Regions from separate parts of the Rattus norvegicus genome. Here region 1 is linked to region 2. A link is a contact called in public Hi-C data. All regions are on one chromosome and are shown on one strand. The core of a region is the stretch at or near the end of the contact, and the rest is flanking DNA. Distances in the headings are between cores, read along the strand shown.

The links. A called contact is a pair of places that touch in the nucleus more often than the background predicts.
Region 1: a Hi-C map of the A7r5 cell line shows a contact between it and region 2, with 2.1 times the contacts expected there. The contact joins two enhancer-like sites. A contact is called at or near these places in 2 of 12 Hi-C or Micro-C datasets (the A7r5 cell line and Schwann cells).

Annotation. Positions count from the first base shown.
Region 1 is chr4:125,039,208-125,043,513 of GRCr8, reverse strand. It overlaps a transcript of Iqsec1 not described here. Among named protein-coding and RNA genes, the nearest start is that of Nup210, 130 kb to the left of the region's middle. Within about 2 kb of position 2,218, at least 15 of the 93 cell types and tissues checked have an H3K27ac peak or open chromatin away from gene starts, as enhancers often do. A contact at or near this core is called in the A7r5 cell line, where this site is marked.
Region 2 is chr4:124,801,515-124,805,849 of GRCr8, reverse strand. The region is part of intron 1 of Iqsec1 (IQ motif and Sec7 domain ArfGEF 1); the gene reads left to right. Among named protein-coding and RNA genes, the nearest start is that of Iqsec1, 24 kb to the left of the region's middle. Within about 2 kb of position 2,104, at least 7 of the 93 cell types and tissues checked have an H3K27ac peak or open chromatin away from gene starts, as enhancers often do. A contact at or near this core is called in the A7r5 cell line, where this site is marked.

The DNA.
Region 1 (4,306 bases), core at 969-3,468, 240 kb before region 2:
CTAGGAGCCTGTGCTTCTTTGCTTATTGGATTCTGACCTAGCAGATTTGGAGCAGGCTGGAGAATCTACTGCTCTCACAGGCTGGGGCATTCTATGTTGTTGGAATGTAGACTCCATGATAAGGAGCTGTGAGGAATGGGGGGTAGGACAAGGAACAGGAGGGTCCCTTCAAGAGATAGTGTACCAGCCCTGTTTCCCTGACTGCAACTAATTTCCTAGCCCTTTAGGAAAAGGAGTACCAATTCCTTCCTTTCCTGGCAGGAGATACCCCATATCCTTCCTCTAGTTCTGCGAGATGAGATAGTATTTAACTGTTGCGTGCTTAGGGCCCTGAGGCACTAGGGGCTGCTTTTCCAAACATAGATTGGTTGTGTCAGGGGGTTATGTAAATAAATTGACTGATGTGAAAGATGTGAAAGAGTGTGTGGTGACTAATGCCCCTTGAGAGCTTTTATTAAGTGCCTGTTGTATGCAGAACCATCAGAGATAATACTTGGTGATACAGAAAGATTCACAGAACAGAAGAGATAAATAATACCACATAAAGAAAAGAATGTGGGTAGATGAACTTGAGACTAAGGCCCAGCTCTACACATCCCAGCTGGTGACTGTGGGACAGGTCACAGCACCTTTCCTCATTCCAGCTTTCCTTAAATGCACATGAATCAGGAATCAGCCTAGCTGCCTCCCATTTTTTCCCCCTAAGGTAACACACACACACACACACACACACACACACACACACACACACACACGCGGGGATGGGGGGATGGGCACTGGTAGGTAATTCATGCAGGCTAGATTCTTCCCATGTCTGTCAGTTTCTCAATTCTTTGGATCAGCTGAGCCCAAGCAGGAGGTGGAAACTTAAAGGCTGGGTGCAAGAGATGTGCAATGGGGGATATGGAGCTGTGGTGAAGGGTTGCTGGAGCTGACAGCTGTTATTAAGCTGAGTTTCCAGAGGTGATAGAGCAGTACAGGGCCACAGTTTGAGGGAAATGGAGCTGGGGGACTGGGCTCTACTTCTCCCTACCTTTGACATGGATGACACCATTCCCAGGTCTCCCTCTTTACATATAGTGGCCCTTATAAGAGATGGTCTGACAAGCATGCTGGCTGAGCAAGATCTGACTGACCTTTTTCTAAGTAGCTGGTAGCCACTGCAGCCTGAGTTAGGAGCTCCCTGCTCACTCACTATATAGATGAGCTTCAGGGGTCCATTGCTTTCCCCGAGACAAGAGTGAGCTTGATAATTACCTCACTAGGCACAGATCCTTAGGCATGCTAGAAGCTTTCAATCCCAGGAACCTTTAAGCTCTTCCTCAGAGGGCTTTCTTACATGTCTTGACCTCTAGTACCAAGAGTCATCATTTATTCCCAGCACTGGGGGAGAAGATTAAAACAGGGAAGAAATCTGTTCATTCATGGTGCTTTTGCTATCTGGGAGTTATTTGCTTCTGTTGTTATTGATGTTGGTTTTCCCCTGACATCAGCACTCATATGCAGTGTGCAGTCAGCTACATTCTAATGATCCATTTCTAGAACCACATTCCCCTCAATAGAGCTTGGGTACCTTGTAAGTGCTCAGAGTACATTGCCTCAATGGGTAAAGCCTGGGAAGAGAAGGATTATTGGAATCATCATGTAGCAGGTATGGGTGAATATATTGAACCAAAGTTAGGAGAGCATGACAATATCCCCTAAAAGTTTGCTGTGTGCTCATACCTTATGTGTCATCACTCCTATCAGGAAAGACAGTTGCTGCTCCCATTGTACAGATGAGAAACCTAGGCTCAGAGTGATCACATGCCTTGTTTAAACTCTGCCATCTGGTCTTAAGCCAGTGTTGGCTCTCACACTGTTTGGCTCCTGATCTTGTTCACCTCCTGCCTGCCTTTCACACTGTGGAATGATCAGACCACTTCTCAGGATTCTTTCTGGCTCCAGGCCAGTGCTTGAGGGTACGCAGCATGTGTGGATCCCTTTTGCCCTTTTGAATCCTGTCACCAATGTAGTGCTTTTGGCGGTGATTGTGTAAAGGGGAAAAGGTGGAAAAAGGTGACCCCCTTTTAGCCTTTGATCTCCTGAAGTTTCTCAGCACAAGTAAACACCAGCCTCAAGTGGCTGGGGAGAGGCCCAGTGGAACAGCCTCTTCCGCCTTCTCATCTGCTCCAGCCCTCAAGGGCTGTCACATCACACATCACTCTGAGAGGACGTTTCTTTCTGAGGCTCTGAGTTGGTGACTCACTCTGGGGGAGGTTTTCAGTGGCATTCAGTGTCTGTTGACTTACCAAACAAAGTGCTTTTCCTGGGTTTGTGGTGACATTAACTATGATGGTGGTGCTTCATTTCAGGGGCATGCTCAAGGGAGGCTGGAGAAGAGGGGGAGGCAGGACAAAACTGGACTGTCCTAATTAGCAGCAGGCAGATAACACAGAAAACACTATGATGGTCTTGGCAAGGAGCCTTTGAATTGTGTTCCTCAAAGTGGTTAGGAAGTACCAAAACTGGGGTGTAGTGGTCAGAAAGCAGAGTGCTCTATGTGCATATTCCTTTCTCCTTAGGAGCAAAGACTAGGGACATTGGAGATTCTAGGAGGGCCATTTTTCTCCTCATCTGTGACTGAGAAACTGGTGGCAGGAGACCCTGTGTTTATGTTTCCACTAAATAATATTCTTGTTCTCCCAGCTGAGATAAAGCCTGTATCCAGTGTTGGGAAGATGTCCCTCTGTCAGGGAACAAGCTGCACCTCACTTTGGGATACTTGTCCTAGTTGGACAAAATGTATTAAACTGTAAGGGATCAGGGTGAGCCATTCTTATTTTTCCAGCAGATGGTAGAGTCCACAGAAAGATGAGGGAGTGTTTTTCTGAAGCTCTCTCCCAGTCGTCTGACAAGCTAAGCAAATTATTATTTTACAACCCAGAAAATAAATCAGGGAATGCTTCTTTATCTAGCTGGTGCTGAGAGAAACAGTGAGTGGTGCAGTGTGTGAATTGCAGTTGAGAGCTGCTGGTGCTTCCAACGGGAGTGTTCACACCAGACACGGGTCACACCGTGCCTGCAGAAACCTCAGACCTCAGGGCTTCGCCATGGGAGGGAGGTGTCATGCTTGGCCACAGGAGGCAGGCATTTGGGGACATCCATATGTTCTGTCATTAGGATGGATATTTGTCAGTTATTTTGTCTATGATATTGCTTTGACAGCTGATTAGATTGTTTGTGATACTTTATTTTTTCATAGAAGAGCAACACTTGGCTTAACTTGGGAATAATACTATTCTGTGCTTGTCTGGGTGTCAATAGGAATAATTACCACTGAGCCAGCAGAGAAACAAACATAGACAAACTGGGAGTTTGTCAAATACTGGAATCTAAGAAGGTGAAACTGACCTATCCGAAAGGGAATAAGAGCTACTGATGCAGTCATGAGACCATCTGAGTTCAGTGGATTTCCTGCTTGCTGACACTGACCCAAGGTAGACACAGGTCAGGCTGCAGACCAGATCTCCCCAACTGTAAGCTAAATGTGACTGAACAACATGTTTGGAATTCCTGTGTAACCGGTCTTTTCTGTGGAGCTGATAACTCAGAGTTATGCAGAATGTACTGGTCAGTAAGTATTGCATATGGAAAGGGCTCTGTTTCCATCAATAAAGCATGGCAGCTTTGATGTTGCAATGCCCCTGTTACCCTAACTGCCCTAGGCTTCCTCTGGAGGACATTTAAGGCTTTCTCTTGACTAGTCCCTGGGCACTTAGCCCTCATCTAGCAGGGGGTTGGGAGATCTAGCCCCTGCTGTAGCTGTTTTCCAGTGGCTCAAAGTTTGTAAGTCCCATGACAAATGAGAGTAACTTCTACTTTAGGGGATCAGACATAGGTACTGCCTGTGGTATCTGCCACCAAGGACTCAATAGACGGTAGCTTTGGAACAGGGTTAGCCAGGACATTGAAATTGCTTTGGAGGATTGTTTAAGTCTAGAATTTTCAAGCATGGAAAAGTAGAAAGAATCATGCAGAGCTGAACACCACTTCCCCTTCTTTCCCTCCAGGTTCTGCAATTAAAGTTTTTCAATATTTGCTTTATTGCATACCTCTGTACCCTTGAGAGTGCTTAGAAGAATATGAATGGAAGTGAACATTTATGGAGTGCCTACTGTGTCCCAGGGATGAACTCAGTGAAACAGACATGTGATTGCTTTGGCCTCTCTTCACCCTGTTCCTGAGTCACACAATAGGACTAAGTAGTGTGCAGGCCCAGAGCATCTGAAGTAACTGGTCACCTGTGGACATCAACGCAGGCTTC
Region 2 (4,335 bases), core at 855-3,354:
AAGTGCTCAGGCTTATCCTTACTTACTCAGTAGCCCAGGCAGCCCCTGACCTTGAGACCTTCCTGTCCCAGGCTGCTCAGCTGAGTGGCTGGGCTCAAAGGTTTGTATTACCAGTTTGGCTGGCTTCCTTCCTTCCTTCCTTCCTTCCTTCCTTCCTTCCTTCCTTTCTTTTTTCCACATGGAAAGGTTTAATGAGAGAAGAAGAGTAGAAGAGGGAGAAGTAAAGGAGGCCGGCAATGGGCACATGGAGGGAAGGGGCAGGGGAGGGGAATGGGGAGAGAAGAGACAAAGGGGAAGAGGGCAAGAGAGCGGAAAAGAGAAGAGATCGAGAGTGGCTTTCTTTTTTTCTTTTTCTTTTCTTTTTTTCTTTCTTTCTTTCTTTTTTTTTTTTTTGACTGAGAATGGAAGAACTCTGTGTGTGCTAGGCAAGTAACATCCTACTGAGCCACACTCCTGGCCTGACCATACACTTTTAAATGCTATTTTCATCGTGTTAAAACCCTCCTCCCATTTAAAAAGGTCATCTAGATGACTCTCCAGAAGGAAAAGGTCTAGCCCATAACCCCTGCCATAGTCTTGTTACCCTTGTTCTGAACACATCCCTATCATGGTACCCTCCAGTGTGTCAAGGCTAAACACTGGAAGAGATGCTTACTCAAGTGGGGCTTCACAGACCACATTCTTACATTTGAAGATCCTATGGCAGAGAGCTGGAAGGTATAGGTTCAGGCTAGGTAAGGGAAGCATCTGATGCCATGGTATCCAGTGTGCCCCAGACTAACAGAGATGCCAAAGAGTGATAAAAAGAACCTAGTTAGGAAAGCCCCTGTCCTGCCACTGTCCTCTATGGGTGTGTGTTGGGGGGCACCATCTAGGAGCACTGTGAAGACAGAGTGTGGGTAGAGCCCAGCACAGTGCCTACCTGACATATAGTAGGTACCAAATCCTGTGTGCTGCAGGCACATGGCCATGTCTGCCACCTTGCCCTCCATTCAGGTGCTTCTTCTCCCCCTATCTCAGAAGCACCTCCTCTCCCCAGCAGAGCAGCCCCTGAGCCTGACTCCTGCTTGCAGCCCCCAGCCCTGCACCCTTGTTCTAACTTCCTTGCTGCCCTCTCTAAGGCCAGCTTTTGTGTGCAGGATGAATAGCCCCAGAGCCCTTCATCAGGTGAAGGGCTCAGCTACTCAGTGCGGCTGCTTAGTTCCTGTTATCAATAGCTATCATCTGTAGACATTCTGCTAAGCCCTTGTGCTAGAAGTACTGGACAGTAGGAGCCCAGAAAATGCGTTGGAGATGGATCGAATGGGTTTGGACACAGCCAACAAACATTAGGAAGTTTTGCTCATGTGCTGGAAGCTAACAGTACTTCACCACTGTGAAATCTCGGTCTTTATCAGTGAAGCTTTATGTGTGGTTGTATGTTTATAGGTTATTTGCCTTTTTAGACTTAAGAGTTTTTGAATTGTAGTTTCTGTTGTTGGTTTGGGGACTTCTTTGCATACGGAATGAAGCAGAAGACTACAACAGACAAACAACGTGGTGGCATGGCACAGCAGTATGTGCTCAAAGCCATTAAGTTGAGTCTGACTGTTGAGAAGCTGCTGGAGATGGGACTGGGTGAGGAACCTCTTTATCACAAGATCATAGGAAGCTGTAGAGGAGTTCTGAGCAGGAGGGGGATCAGATGGAGTCATTTTTGGAAAATTACTCTTCATCAGGAACAATCGTGAATACAAGGAGGAGCTAGAAGGGTAGACCAGGGCTGGAAAGTGCAGGCCATGACTGTCTGGTTGAAGAGTGTCTTGTTTTAACTACAGGGAGAAGGCACACAGACATGCTTGCTGATGATGTAAAGGTGAGAGGGAGGGGAGGGAGATGGAGGATGGATGGCTTCTGCTACACAGACTTCCTGTGCTGCTAGCATCTGCACTGTTGTGAGCACACTATTCTGTGTCTTGCAGTCTTCCCCATCCGTTCCCAGCTTCCTCTGTACATAAAGTGGGCAGGGCAGGGGAGGATCCACTCTGTTCTCTGGGTGAGTAGGTTTGGTTGCCCAACATGAGGCTCTGCCCCAAACAGCTCAGACCCACATGGTATGTACAGTGTGGTCATCTGTTCCATGCCACAGGACTGACCTCCAACCCAGACAGATGACAGAGCTGTTGCCAGGGTAACCCCAGACAGGAAACACGAAATAAGTATTTCCAGGCAGGATATGGACATGGGAAAAGCAGATAGGACTGGCCCTGAGGGAGCTGAGGGATCTCAGAAATCGTTTGGGTCCCTTGACCCTTAGCTCTGCTCTCCCCATCTCCTCTGGGACTATTAACACCCACTTAGCTCTTCTGCTGAGAAGGTTCTGGACTGGCAGTGTGAGGCGGGCATTTGTCTAATGCTTCTTGCTCACTTGGTAGAGGAAACTGTAGGGTTCAGAAGGGACACCCTCCATAGTGAGGTCACATAGGCAGTCACCCCAAGCCTGTGCCAGAGCAGGCCTTAGACACCATACCTCCCAACATCCTGTCTAGGATCAGAAACTGCTATTTTCTTTGTAATTTTTTACACTTATTTTATGTGTGTCAGTGTTTGCCTGCATGTATGTATGTATGTGTACTATGTGTGTGCCTCGCACTCATGGAGCTTCTGGGACTGGAGTCAGGGTGGTTGTGAGCCCCTATGTGAGTGCCGTGAATTGAACCCAGATCCTCTTCAAGAGCAACAAGTGCTCTTGACCACTGAGTTGTCTTTCCAGCCCCAGAATTTTATTATTTGCAAACAGATTTAAAAAAAAAAAAACAACCCAGCAATACATCCAGGCTAGGTGTTGTGATGCATGCCTTTAATCCCGGCACTTGGGAGGTATAGGCAGGCAGATCTCTGAGTTTGAGGACACCCATGGCTACACAGAGGGAAAGAAACAGTAATACAGGTATATAGCAAGATATACACATGCATACATATATACATAAATACACACACGTGTAAGTAGAATGTTTCAGTGGAAAGCCAGTCTCCCTCTTTCCTGTTCCCAACTCTCCCTGCCCTTCCCAGGGCATTGCTGTGCTTGTCCCTGTCCCTGTCCCTGGCTCATCCTTGTCAGAAGTAGTCTATGCAGGGATCAGCGGCTATTCTGTGCCCCAGCCCCCTTACCTCCAAAGGTACAAATACTTAACATAAGCATACAAGTCAGCTTTCTCATACCATAACAAATATCTCGTTTTGACTTAAAGTTGTAGAGGTCTCTGTCTGTGGTTGCTTGGCACCGTGACACAGCCCATCATGGCAAGATCAGGAGGCAGAAGCAGTGACTAGCCAAGGCATGAGAAAGAAGATACAAGGAGATTCAGCCACCACCCAATACTGCCACCCTAGAGGCCAAGGCTATTTCACACAGACCTTGGGGGATGGGGCAGGGATATTTAAGATCCAACAAACCCATCATGAACTGAAAATGTTTGGTGGAAAATTAATTCAATATATCTGCTGACCGACTCTCCAGCTGGTCAGCACCGGTTGTGTCCCATCCCCCACCCCCGTGGGACACCTCTTTACTGCCTCATCCTGACATCTTGGAAGATGTATCTTACTAGCTCAGGGAAAGATCAGAACTCTACTCTGGAGTGTGTTCACACTCATATCCCTGGGTACATGACACTCACCATTGTAAAGTGAGGGAAACATAAGTTGAAAGATCATGGCTTGGGGACCGTCTGTAGTTGACTTGTTGAGACATAACGACAAGCAAAGGAGAAATGTGGGCGTTGGAAACCAAACTTGGGTCCTCTGTAAGAACAGCAAGTGTTCTTAACCACTGAGCCATTTATCCAGTCCCCCTCCACCCCAAATAGGTAGATTTGTTTTTAAAAGCAGGTGAATTGAATTGTGTTTTGATTGCATTTCTTTAATGTGCATTTAATTACAAGCAGGAGTGAATATTTTTCTTGAACGGCTTTCATAGCCTTGGCTGTTTTCTAATGGGTTAGTTGTCCTATCGATTGGAAGGAGCACTTTCTGTGTTAGGGAAATTAACTTTCTTCTCATTTTTCTCATTAACTTGCCCTATGTGCGGCAGACATTGTTTCAGGGTGCCATTTGTCTTTTTTACCTTGTTTGTGGTATTCTGATTCCATTTATATAGTCTAATTTGATATAGTTCAATACGTCAACATTTGCTCTCTTGGCTTCTGGGAATGAAGCTTCTGCACCGTGCCCTTTGCACATCTTCCACGCATCAGTGCAGCTGACCCACGTGCTCAGCAGCCTTGAAGGGGGCAGGATGGGGGTGCCACCAGTTCTAGCTTACAGCTTGTATGAGGCTTGGAGAGGAGATGGGAC